Regions from separate parts of the Oryctolagus cuniculus genome. Here regions 1 and 2 are each linked to region 3. A link is a contact called in public Hi-C and Micro-C data. All regions are on one chromosome and are shown on one strand. The core of a region is the stretch at or near the end of the contact, and the rest is flanking DNA. Distances in the headings are between cores, read along the strand shown. Region 1 holds the start of EED (embryonic ectoderm development). Region 2 has its middle 86 kb from the start of EED. Region 3 holds the start of PICALM (phosphatidylinositol binding clathrin assembly protein).

Region 1 (2,923 bases), core at 319-2,818, 230 kb after region 3:
ACACACACACACATACAGAGAGAGAGAGAGAGAGAGAGAGGATCTTCTACCCACTGGTTCACCCTCCAAATACCCACAATAGCCAGGGCTAGGCCAGGCCAACAGCAGCAACTCTTTGATTTTAAATCCCCACTTGTATTTGTTGTGTTTGGAGGAGCTGAGCCCAATTTCTCTCCCCTACAATCTTGGTCTCTTTCAAAATAGTCCTGAAGGAAGTATCAGAATAATTTATCTTTAACATTAGTTATAATGAATATGAACTAATTTCCATCATTCATCCATCCCAAACGTATCAGAACATATAAAAAATCCCTCCTAGTTTTAATAAGACTCTTTAAAAACATTTTTGCTTTGTTACAGATAACATGAGTGCTGAATATCTTTGGGTTATTTTCTTTTCATGTACCCTTTATCCAAATGGTCAGCACTTACTCCATGTTATGACTAGAAGCTGACTCCCACATCCCACTGGACCCACGCAGCAATCTGAAATGTGTTAGCTGATTATCCGTTCCTTGTAGAGTTATATTTCACAAACAGCTTTCTCAATAAAACAGAGTATCTGTCTTTGCCCAAAAAGGTGTCACACTGAAGCACATCTTACCTTTCTCATAGCTGACTCATCTGTCACATCTCTCCCCCACACCTGAGGAGTGCTTAGCAGTGCCTGGCACATTGAGAGTGTTCCACAAATACTGCAATTAGTAAGACCTGGACTTTTTCAGCGTCCATATTTTTCCTGAATCTTTATTGTAAATATGTCTTACTCTGCCCTCTCTTTGCTTCACTTTCCTTTTTTCATTCTCAACCAAGAATTCTCTGCTAACTTCAAAAGGAGGAATGACTTGCAATCTGCAGAGAGTAAAACAGATCTTCTCACTGTCAAATCATCTTGCAGAAGTAATTCAAGTATACTACAATTTTATGGCTGCGACACTAGACTGGTTATCCCTTGTGTCTTACGACGAGATCCAAAAGAGAAAACATATCAGGCAGGTGCTCAAGGTATGCTGGGTTCCTTCTCACTTCCACGCATTTACAGATGAGGACACTGAGGTCCAGAAATACCAGCACTCACAACTGTGTTCTAAAACAAAGGAGGCTGCGTTTCCTTCAGTTGTACGGCTTGATGACCCATCTGACAAATCAACAAGACTCACCAATGTATTCTGCACCTGTCAAGAGTGCAGATGTAAGTAACAGAAACTATTTTGGTGAAGTACTAAAATTGTATTGTTATTTGCCTGTCGCTTAAGTCTCACGGGTTCATAGTTGGAACTATCCACCGATTTATAGGCCTTTGAGTTTTTCAGGGCCTTGTTTAAAAAGAGCACTTGAGTTGTAGCTGTTCAAGGGTCTGTAATTTTAGCACACTTCTACTTAAACCTTAGCCAATATTGGCCACAACCGGTTGAGGTTAAAAAAATTATTGCAATAAATATTCATCAGACCAAACATCCGTCAAGAATTTAGGGTGCGTCCTGAGACGATGATTGGTAGCGCTTTGAAATCCATCCCTGGCTATGCACACGCAGTAGAAAACTACCAGGTTCAGCAAACAAGATTTCGAAAAGAGGAGGGGCCTGGAGGAGGAGGGACCCCCACAACCCAGCGCGAGAATACGCCTCGGCGCGTGCGCACCTCCAGGTGGGTGCCTTCCATTTGCCAGATGGGGGAAGCAAGTGCGACTCAGTCTACGGTTTTTAAATTCCCATCCTCAAGCAAAAGTTACGTTGGCATAATCTCGTGAATCTCGTGAAGTCGTCACCTCCCGAGTTCAGGTTTAAAGACTCTTGGCACGCAGAGCTTAAGCAAGAGGTGACTTAGCAAAGCTTCCCCCGTCCCCTGGGACACCGGTGGTCTACTCCATCCACAGACTTTCGCTCCCTTTGCAGCGAGTCGGAGATCGAAGGATTGGGCCAATTGCGGCTGAAACGTCTCTGGAAGGAGGAAGGGGGTGACGGAGCATCCCTTTTGAGTTCTGCCTGTTCTTTTCGAGGTGGTGGTGGGGACGGGAGACATACGAAATACTACCCTCTTAAGCCAACGGATCCTACATCTCCGTGCAAACTGCCGGGGGGGCGGCGGGAAAAGGGCAAAACGGGAGTCGGGAAAGGGAAGGAGCCAGAAAGCCGCGCAGGAGGGCGCGCGCGCGCGCCCCTTTTTCAGCAGTGTGGCGGGGTCGCACGCACGCCCGCCTCGGCGGCTGGGCGCGATTTGCGACACTGGGGGGAGCGGTGGAGGTGGCGGCGGCAGTGGCAACTTTGCGGCAAGCTCCGGACGGGCTTGCTTGACGGCGGTGTGGCGGAGGCCCCGCCCGAGGCGGCAGGAACCTGGGGGGAGGCGGAGGAATATGTCCGAGAGGGAAGTGTCGACAGCGCCGGCGGGAACAGACATGCCTGCGGCCAAGAAGCAGAAGCTGAGCAGCGACGAGAACAGCAACCCGGACCTCTCTGGAGACGAAAATGTGAGTGCGGCCCGGAGCAGCCACGGGACTCTGCGGAGTGGGAGTTTTTAGATTCTTTAAAAACTGCGGGTGCGGGATGGGGGGGCCGGCGCTGGGGCGGGGAGGGGGTAGAGCGAGAGGTGTCACCCCGTGCCCGGGATGGGGAGGGCGTGCGGGCGAAGTCGAACCTGTGTCTGGCGGGGATTTTGAGCCGCGGCCGAGAGCAGGCAGAAAGTTGGCCAAGGAGAGTGGCTTAAGTGAGAGCATGGGTCCGAGAGCTCTCCTCTGCCTGTGGGGAAGTGTTCGGGCCTTTGGGAGATAGAGGGAAGAGTGCGGGTCTGAGATTCCAGTAGTTTAAAAGGCGTGCTAGATTTTCTTTTTTTTTTTTCCCTAAGAGTGGGAAGGAGCGGGCAGTCGAGAACTCTTTCAAAGGAGTTCGGGCACTGTGTCGCTCTGACCCCTGTAGAATCTTCAGGA
Region 2 (3,358 bases), core at 579-3,078, 150 kb after region 3:
GTGATTTCAGGATAAAGCCAAAACTCTTTTGCAAGACATGGGCCACCACTTGTGATCTGACCCAGGCCTGTCATCTTCCCTTCAATTCTTTCTACCCTTCTACCCTCCACCAATGCACTGAACATTCCAGTAGAGTGAATCCTTGTGAGTCTTCAGTTGTGAGTTAATGTCCTTGTGGGCCAGCCACTTTCCTGTTGCTATTTCTGTACAGAATCTCCTCCCCCAAATTCCCTCTTTGCCCTCCTTCTCTGCCAATTCTTTTTTGTTTTACTTTATTTTTTTACTTTTTGGTTTGTTTTACACTTGACCCAAGTTTTCTCCTTGCTAAACTTTCACTGCACCACTTAGGTTTGATCTTGGATAAGTTACTTCACTTCTCTATGTCTCAATCTTGTACCTAAAGAGTGAGAAGAGTGGCAGATATTTAAGACATGGGTTAAGATACTTTTGTCCACATCGGAATACCTGGGTTCAGCATTTGATTCTGACTCCTGATCCACTCCCTGCTAATGTAGACCCTAGGAGACAGCAATGATGACTCAAGTGATTGGGGTCCTGCATTCTATGTGGGAAACTTAGATTGTGTTTTTGGCTCCTGGCTCCAGCCCTGGCCTAGGCCTGGCCTTCTGGGTAATTGAGCCATATACCAGAAGATGGGAGCTCTGTCTGTCTGTCTGTCTGTATCTCTGCTTATGAAACAATTAAGTCAATGAATGATTTTTTTAAACAATTTAAAAGACTGAGAACAGACCAGAACTTGCATTATTGTGAGGATCAAATACATAATCCACATAAAGAACTTAGCAGACTGCCTGACAGATGGTAAATGCTTAAACTTATCCTCACTCATCATTATAAATATTCCTTGACTCCTTACTACTATGTAAGCATTTCCCCTCTGTCTTCTATTTTTTTTTTAAATTTTTTGACAGGCAGAGTGGACAGTGAGAGAGAGAGACAGAGAGAAAGGTCTTCCTTTGCCGTTGGTTCACCCTCCAATGGCTGCCGCGGCTGGTGCGCTGTGGCCAGCGCACCGCGCTGATCCGATGGCAGGAGCCAGGAGCCAGGTACTTATCCTGGTCTCCCATGGGGTGCAGGGCCCAAGTACTTGGGCCATCCTCCACTGCACTCCCTGGCCACAGCAGAGAGCTGGCCTGGAAGAGGGGCAACCGGGACAGAATCCGGCGCCCCGACCAGGACTAGAACCCGGTGTGCCAGCGCCGCAAGGCAGAGGATTAGCCTAGTGAGCCATGGTGCCAGCCCCTCTGTCTTCTATTAACACACAGTACATAGAAGGCAGCAGACTCTCCTGTAATTGTTCATTTGTAAGTCTCTTCTGCTGACTGACCATTCTTTGAATTAGGAACTCAATTGTTTATTTTTACATCACTGTGTCTCACATAGGATTTTAATATACAGCAAGTTAGTATTTATTGAAGTAAAATAGGAAAGCAATTCCTGGGGAACATATGCTAATTCTATTCTCAGAGTATTTCTTTAAATCTTTCATTTCATCCTTATCTTCCTGCCGCACCAGTCTAAAAATAACTCATTTGTCTACCTTCTATTTAAATAAAAGCACAGCATTCACAAAACCTACCCTGTTGTGCCAAATTTCCTTTTGTCTTCCTTTGCTCTAGCTACTTCCTCTTTTTTTCCTTCTACTTCCTCCTGGTTAAAGGTCATCTCTTTCAGTGTCGTCATTCTTTTTTTCTCAGTAGTGACAGTCTTCTTCCTAAAATTCATATTTTTATGAGCTTCCCAGAAAGCTGTATAGACTTTACCGTAACAAGGGAAGTCCCACCCTTCCTTTCCTGCCTTGTGCTGCAGCCCTTGAAGTTACCAGGAAATCTGCAGCCTTGGTGCAAGTCAGGATAAGCTCCCTCTTCCTGCAGGTCACAGTAATACTGAAGCTAGTTGCAGCGCTGTCCCACATTCAGGAACTATTTTGAAGTATGAAGTAATTCAGGCCTTTCTGTTCCCTCAGCTTGGTTTTGATTAAGTATGGAGGTCCCTAATATATTCATAAAAATCATTAACTTGACAGACATCATGGGGGATGTGAATCCTGTTCTAACACTTACTCTGAAGTTTAGCCTTCAATACACAATAGGGGCTTGTCACCTAATGTGGACCTTGCACCGGTCACTGTTCCTAAGCTGTTTATAATCTAATCAGAGATATATTATTTATAAACATTAAACAAAATATAAGATTAAAAACAATTCAATTCTAAAATACATCATAATTGATTTTTTTATTTGAAAGGAGGAGTTACAGAGAGGCAGAGAGAGAGAGAGAGAGAGAGAGAGAGAGATCTTCCATCTGCTGGTTCACTCCCTAGATGGCCACAATGGCCAGAACTGGGCTGATCTGAAGCCAGGAGCCTGGAGCTTCCTCTGGGTCTCCCACATGGGTACAGGGGCCCAATGACTTGGGCCATCTTCTACTGCTTTCCCTGGCCATAGCAGAGAGCTGGTTTGGAAGTGGAGCATCTGGGTCTCAAGCCCGTGCCCATATGGGATGCCGGCACTGCAGACGTGGCTTTCCCCACTATGTCACAGCGTCAGTCCCTTATAGTTGATTTTTTAAAAAGGGCAGTAAGTTGTTGTGGGACAGAACCTAAACTCAAGACGCCTGGATTCTAGTTTTAAACCTTCTGGTTGTAAGACTGGTGAGTCTCTCATAGCTATAAAATTGAAGGCTTGTTCTATATGACTTTTAAGAAAGCTTTCAATTATGTGGGTGGAGAAAAGAAGAGATCTGTTTGGTGGGATTTATTGGATAAATCTTCTTGGGGGGCAAAAGGAATACAGGATGAGCCTTAAAGATGTTTGGGATTTTTGATTTGGCAGATGAAAGTGAGAATACTTGTGGAGTTGAAGTTTGGTAAAGTAAGAGGGTGAGAAAGGGCGGTGTAGTTTATAACACAGCATCCATGCCAGACAACAACCCAGCTAGCGAGCACTGAGGGGCTGAATGCTCTGGGGCTTGGACATGAGACTGAGGGGTTGTGGTGAAGCCTTGAAAAGGGGAAATGAAGCCTTGAAAAGGGAAGTGTTGGGGAGGATGGAGAGGAGATGAAATTATGACAGCAATCCGGGTGTAAGTTAAGTTTAATCTGGACTAGGGAAGCCAAGATGTGAATAAAGAGAAGGCGGTAAGCCTGACAAGCATTTGCAGAAAAGATTGGACAAAGCAGAATAAGAAGAGGAAGCAATCTAAGTTAATCACCAATGCTTGAGTACAGATTTTGTTGACAGAAAGGGGAAGAACACTTTTGTAAGGGAGGTTTGCTCTCATGGAGAGTTTCATCATTTCATCTTTAGACATGACTATCTCTGAAAAGCTTTAATAA
Region 3 (3,325 bases), core at 482-2,981:
GAGGAAAGAGCGCAATGAAAAAGGAGGTGGCTTCTAGGTGGCTTCCAGGTTTGAAAAAAGTTGGGAGGAGTTCGCTCTATTAATGGTACGCAAGTTAGTGAATGGAGAGAGGCTACGCCGCAGAAGCCAGTGCCCTCAAAGGACAATCGGCATAAATGAAAACGTTCCACACTCAAACACTTCTCTACCAACGTTTCTAAAGAGACATTCATCGTGGGTAAGTGTATTAACCCATTTTGAAATCTAACAGTGTACACCTCACTCAAGCTTCTAAATTCAAACCGCCAGGGTTAACAGTTCAGGAATGGATACTAGCACCAGCAAAATCTTTTCCACATCGCATTTTAAGGAGGGGTGGAAGCTGACATTCACAACCTAGCCCAGTCAAGAGCCTGAACAATACAACCATTACATTCTACCGGAGGCAAATAAAAACTCCCAACTTCCAACTTCACTTTCACTTCCACGAAAAAAGGTAATCCAGGGTGAAAGTCCGGGCGTTGCGTGTGATAATTAAAACACAACGAGTTGAAAGAACTGAACTAAAGCAACAGAGGCAGAAAAAGGCAACCCAAATGGGGGACGGAAAGTGGAAGAGAAAGCTGGGAAGGAAAAAGCAGCCAATGGAGTAAAGGAAGTGGGAACCCCTTCCAGAGGCAGCCGTGAACAAGCTGCGGGCTAAGAGGCTCTGAGGCCACTGAAACGCGAGTCTACGGAAACCTGAAGGCGGCTAATGGGGAAACAATGAGCCGGCGAGACCGGGAGCAAGCCGGGAGACGCTCAGGGCGGCACGGGACGGCTGGGACGAAGAGCACAAGGCTGCTGGAGCCAGAGGGGAAGGCGAGTCGGCGGGGTGAGGGGCCCCTAGGAAGCGGGAGGGGAGTGGCCAGTCCGAGGCTCGGTCACAGAGACCCGGCGGCCGCAGGCCATGAAGGCAGGTGTGATAGAAGCACAGGGAGCACACGAGCGGCCGTGCCACTCCGACGCAGGCAGGGGAGAGACAGCTGAAGGGGGTAAGGAAAGAGATGGAGACAAGGACGCGGGTGGCGCCGGGGGTGGGGGTGGGGGTAGGGGAGGCGCAGTGGGCTTCACTCACAGTCCAGGTGCTTTTTCTTGGGCCCCATGATCTCGTGGGTCGTGGCCTTGCATACTGTCTTGGATACGGCGGAGCCGGTGACACTGTGCTGGGCGGCGGTGATTCGGTCCGTCAGGCTCTGGCCAGACATCTCTGCTGCTGCTCCGCCACCCCTCCCGCTCGGCAGCCGGCGGGGACCGGGACCCCCAGACGCCGGAGGTCCCCACCCCCCACCGCACCCCCTACCCCCACCGGCTCCTTCCCCGCCTGCCGGCCTGGGGCGGGGCTCAGGGCCGCGCGCTGCCACTCAGCCCGAAGAGAACCGGCTCGTGTCAGCCGCGGGGTCGGACACGATGTCGGGCGCTCCCGTGCCCCCGCCTCAGCTCAGCCCACCCCTCCCCTGGTCAGCTGGAGCCGGGCCGGGCAAGAGGGACAGGCAGCTGCAGGAAAATGGCGGCGCCAGGCTCCTCCTCGGAGCTTTCCGGGCTGCCCCCGGGTCACGTGACTCGGGCGCCGCCCCTCCTTCTCCCTTCTCCCGCCCCCTTTTCCTTCCCTTTCCTCTTCGACGCCCGCCCTCCCTCGCTCAGCGAGGGAAGAGCGGGGCGGCGCCCGCGCGTTACGGGATGGAACCCGCCCGGCGGGCGCAACAGGAGGCCCGCCCGGGGGCAGTGCGCGGCCCAGCGCGTCACGTGACGCTCCCTGCCAACAGGTCGCAGGGCTGGGGGGGTCACAGAAGGGGGGTGGAGTGGGGCGGCCGGCTTCTGCCCTCTCTCACCCCACCCTAAGGGTGTCCTCTTGTCTGTGATTGAAACCAACGGCTTGACAAAGAGGAGGTGCAGCTGCCTGCACAGCTTCCCGTGAGGAAGGTGGTGTCTAGAGTTCCGACTCTTGGGGCTTCCCTGGCAGAGAGAGTGCGTTTGGAGACGCCCCCAAAGCCGTCCTCCCGACTTAAAGGAGAAGCTCCGGCGGCCTAGTTCCCAAACCCTGCCAGCAGGCCTGTCTCTGCTGTGGAAGTGTTGAAGCTCTCCCAGAATGGTTTCTCCCTGCCTTCCTTGAGAGGCTTGGAAATGTCACCTGGTTTTGTTTATCCCTACCCTGAAAACGTTGCTGCCGGTCTAAATTTAGATACAAACCGACCAGTATTCATCTTCTGGGGTGTCAAATAGGACAGGAAACACATAGCTTCCCTGGAATTTGAAAAGGGAAGTAGTAGGATGATGTCAACAGCGATTAGCTTGACCCTACAAGGCTGACTGATGGGGTGATTAAAGGTCCAGACCATACAAGGAAGTGAGACAAGATGGTAAATGGAGAAGTCTCATTCCAGGAGTGCAGACAGCACTACCTGCCATCTTCCCAGGTTTAGTCTTGCTTCCCTTTGGCATCTTTTACTGGATCAGCCGGGTTTCCATGGCAAGACATTGACACTGCCCTGTGGACATTTTAGAGGAGCTATTGTGTCCTGAGAGTCTGTCCTGTGAGATCCAGATCTATTAACAAAGCCTTTGGAAATGTTACTAGTGCCCCACATTTACCCCAGGGTTAAGTATAAACTTTAAAACCTCTGTCAATGAGCCGGCGCCGTGGCTCAATAGGCTAATCCTCCACCTTGCGGCACCGGCACACCGGGTTCTAGTCCCGGTTGGGGCGCCGGATTCTGTCCTGGTTGCCCCTCTTCCAGGCCAGCTCTCTGCTATGGCCAGGGAGTGCAGTGGAGGATGGCCCAGGTGCTTGGGCCCTGCACCCCATGGGAGACCAGGAAAAGCACCTGGCTCCTGGCTCCTGCCAGGATCAGCGCGGTGCGCCGGCTGCAGCGGCGGCCATTGGAGGGTGAACCAGCGGCAAAGGAAGACCTTTCTCTCTCTGTCTCTCTCTCACTGTCCACTCTGCCTGTCAAAAAAAAAAAAAAAAAACCTCTGTCAATGTTGTTACCATGATAGTCATATGTAATCTTGCTAGTTTCAAGTGAATGCTAACATACTCTGAAAATCTGTGTACACCATCTGCCAGCCAAATCCAAAATCCTGTGCTTCAATCTGGTGACTCTTTCAAAACATGCAAAGTTAATAGATACCTAGCATTTTATGTATCATATCGAGAATTTTGTAGTCTCCTCCCATTCCCTTTGTCTCACCTCCTCAATGTCTCTTCCCCAATTTTCTCTCCACAACGACTGGTGAAATTCTGCAGCATCATGCTTTTACCAAGCATGGTTTTTGCTGGCTTACAGGTCTTAAATCAGCAGGCTTC

Evidence for each region. A called contact is a pair of places that touch in the nucleus more often than the background predicts.
Region 1: a Micro-C map of ear pinna shows a contact between it and region 3, with 9 times the contacts expected there. The contact joins the promoter of EED here to the promoter of PICALM in region 3. A contact is called at or near these places in 2 of 6 Hi-C or Micro-C datasets (ear pinna and skin fibroblasts).
Region 2: a contact with region 3 is called in a Hi-C map of skin fibroblasts, with 2.0 times the contacts expected there. The contact joins the enhancer-like site here to the promoter of PICALM in region 3. A contact is called at or near these places in 2 of 6 Hi-C or Micro-C datasets (skin fibroblasts and an unstated tissue).

The regions. Positions count from the first base shown.
Region 1 is chr1:77,386,600-77,389,522 of mOryCun1.1, forward strand. EED (embryonic ectoderm development) reads left to right here and starts at 1,569. Exons shown (of 12, transcript XM_002708655.5): 1 at 1,569-2,467. The coding sequence starts at 2,354.
Region 2 is chr1:77,300,448-77,303,805 of mOryCun1.1, forward strand. It overlaps the pseudogene LOC100338202. Among named protein-coding and RNA genes, the nearest start is that of EED, 86 kb to the right of the region's middle. Within about 2 kb of position 1,829, at least 3 of the 8 cell types and tissues checked have an H3K27ac peak or open chromatin away from gene starts, as enhancers often do.
Region 3 is chr1:77,153,941-77,157,265 of mOryCun1.1, forward strand. PICALM (phosphatidylinositol binding clathrin assembly protein) reads right to left here and starts at 1,732. Exons shown (of 20, transcript XM_070076422.1): 1 at 1,097-1,732. The coding sequence starts at 1,226. LOC138843109 (a long non-coding RNA gene) reads left to right here and starts at 892. Exons shown (of 3, transcript XR_011389911.1): 1 at 892-1,013.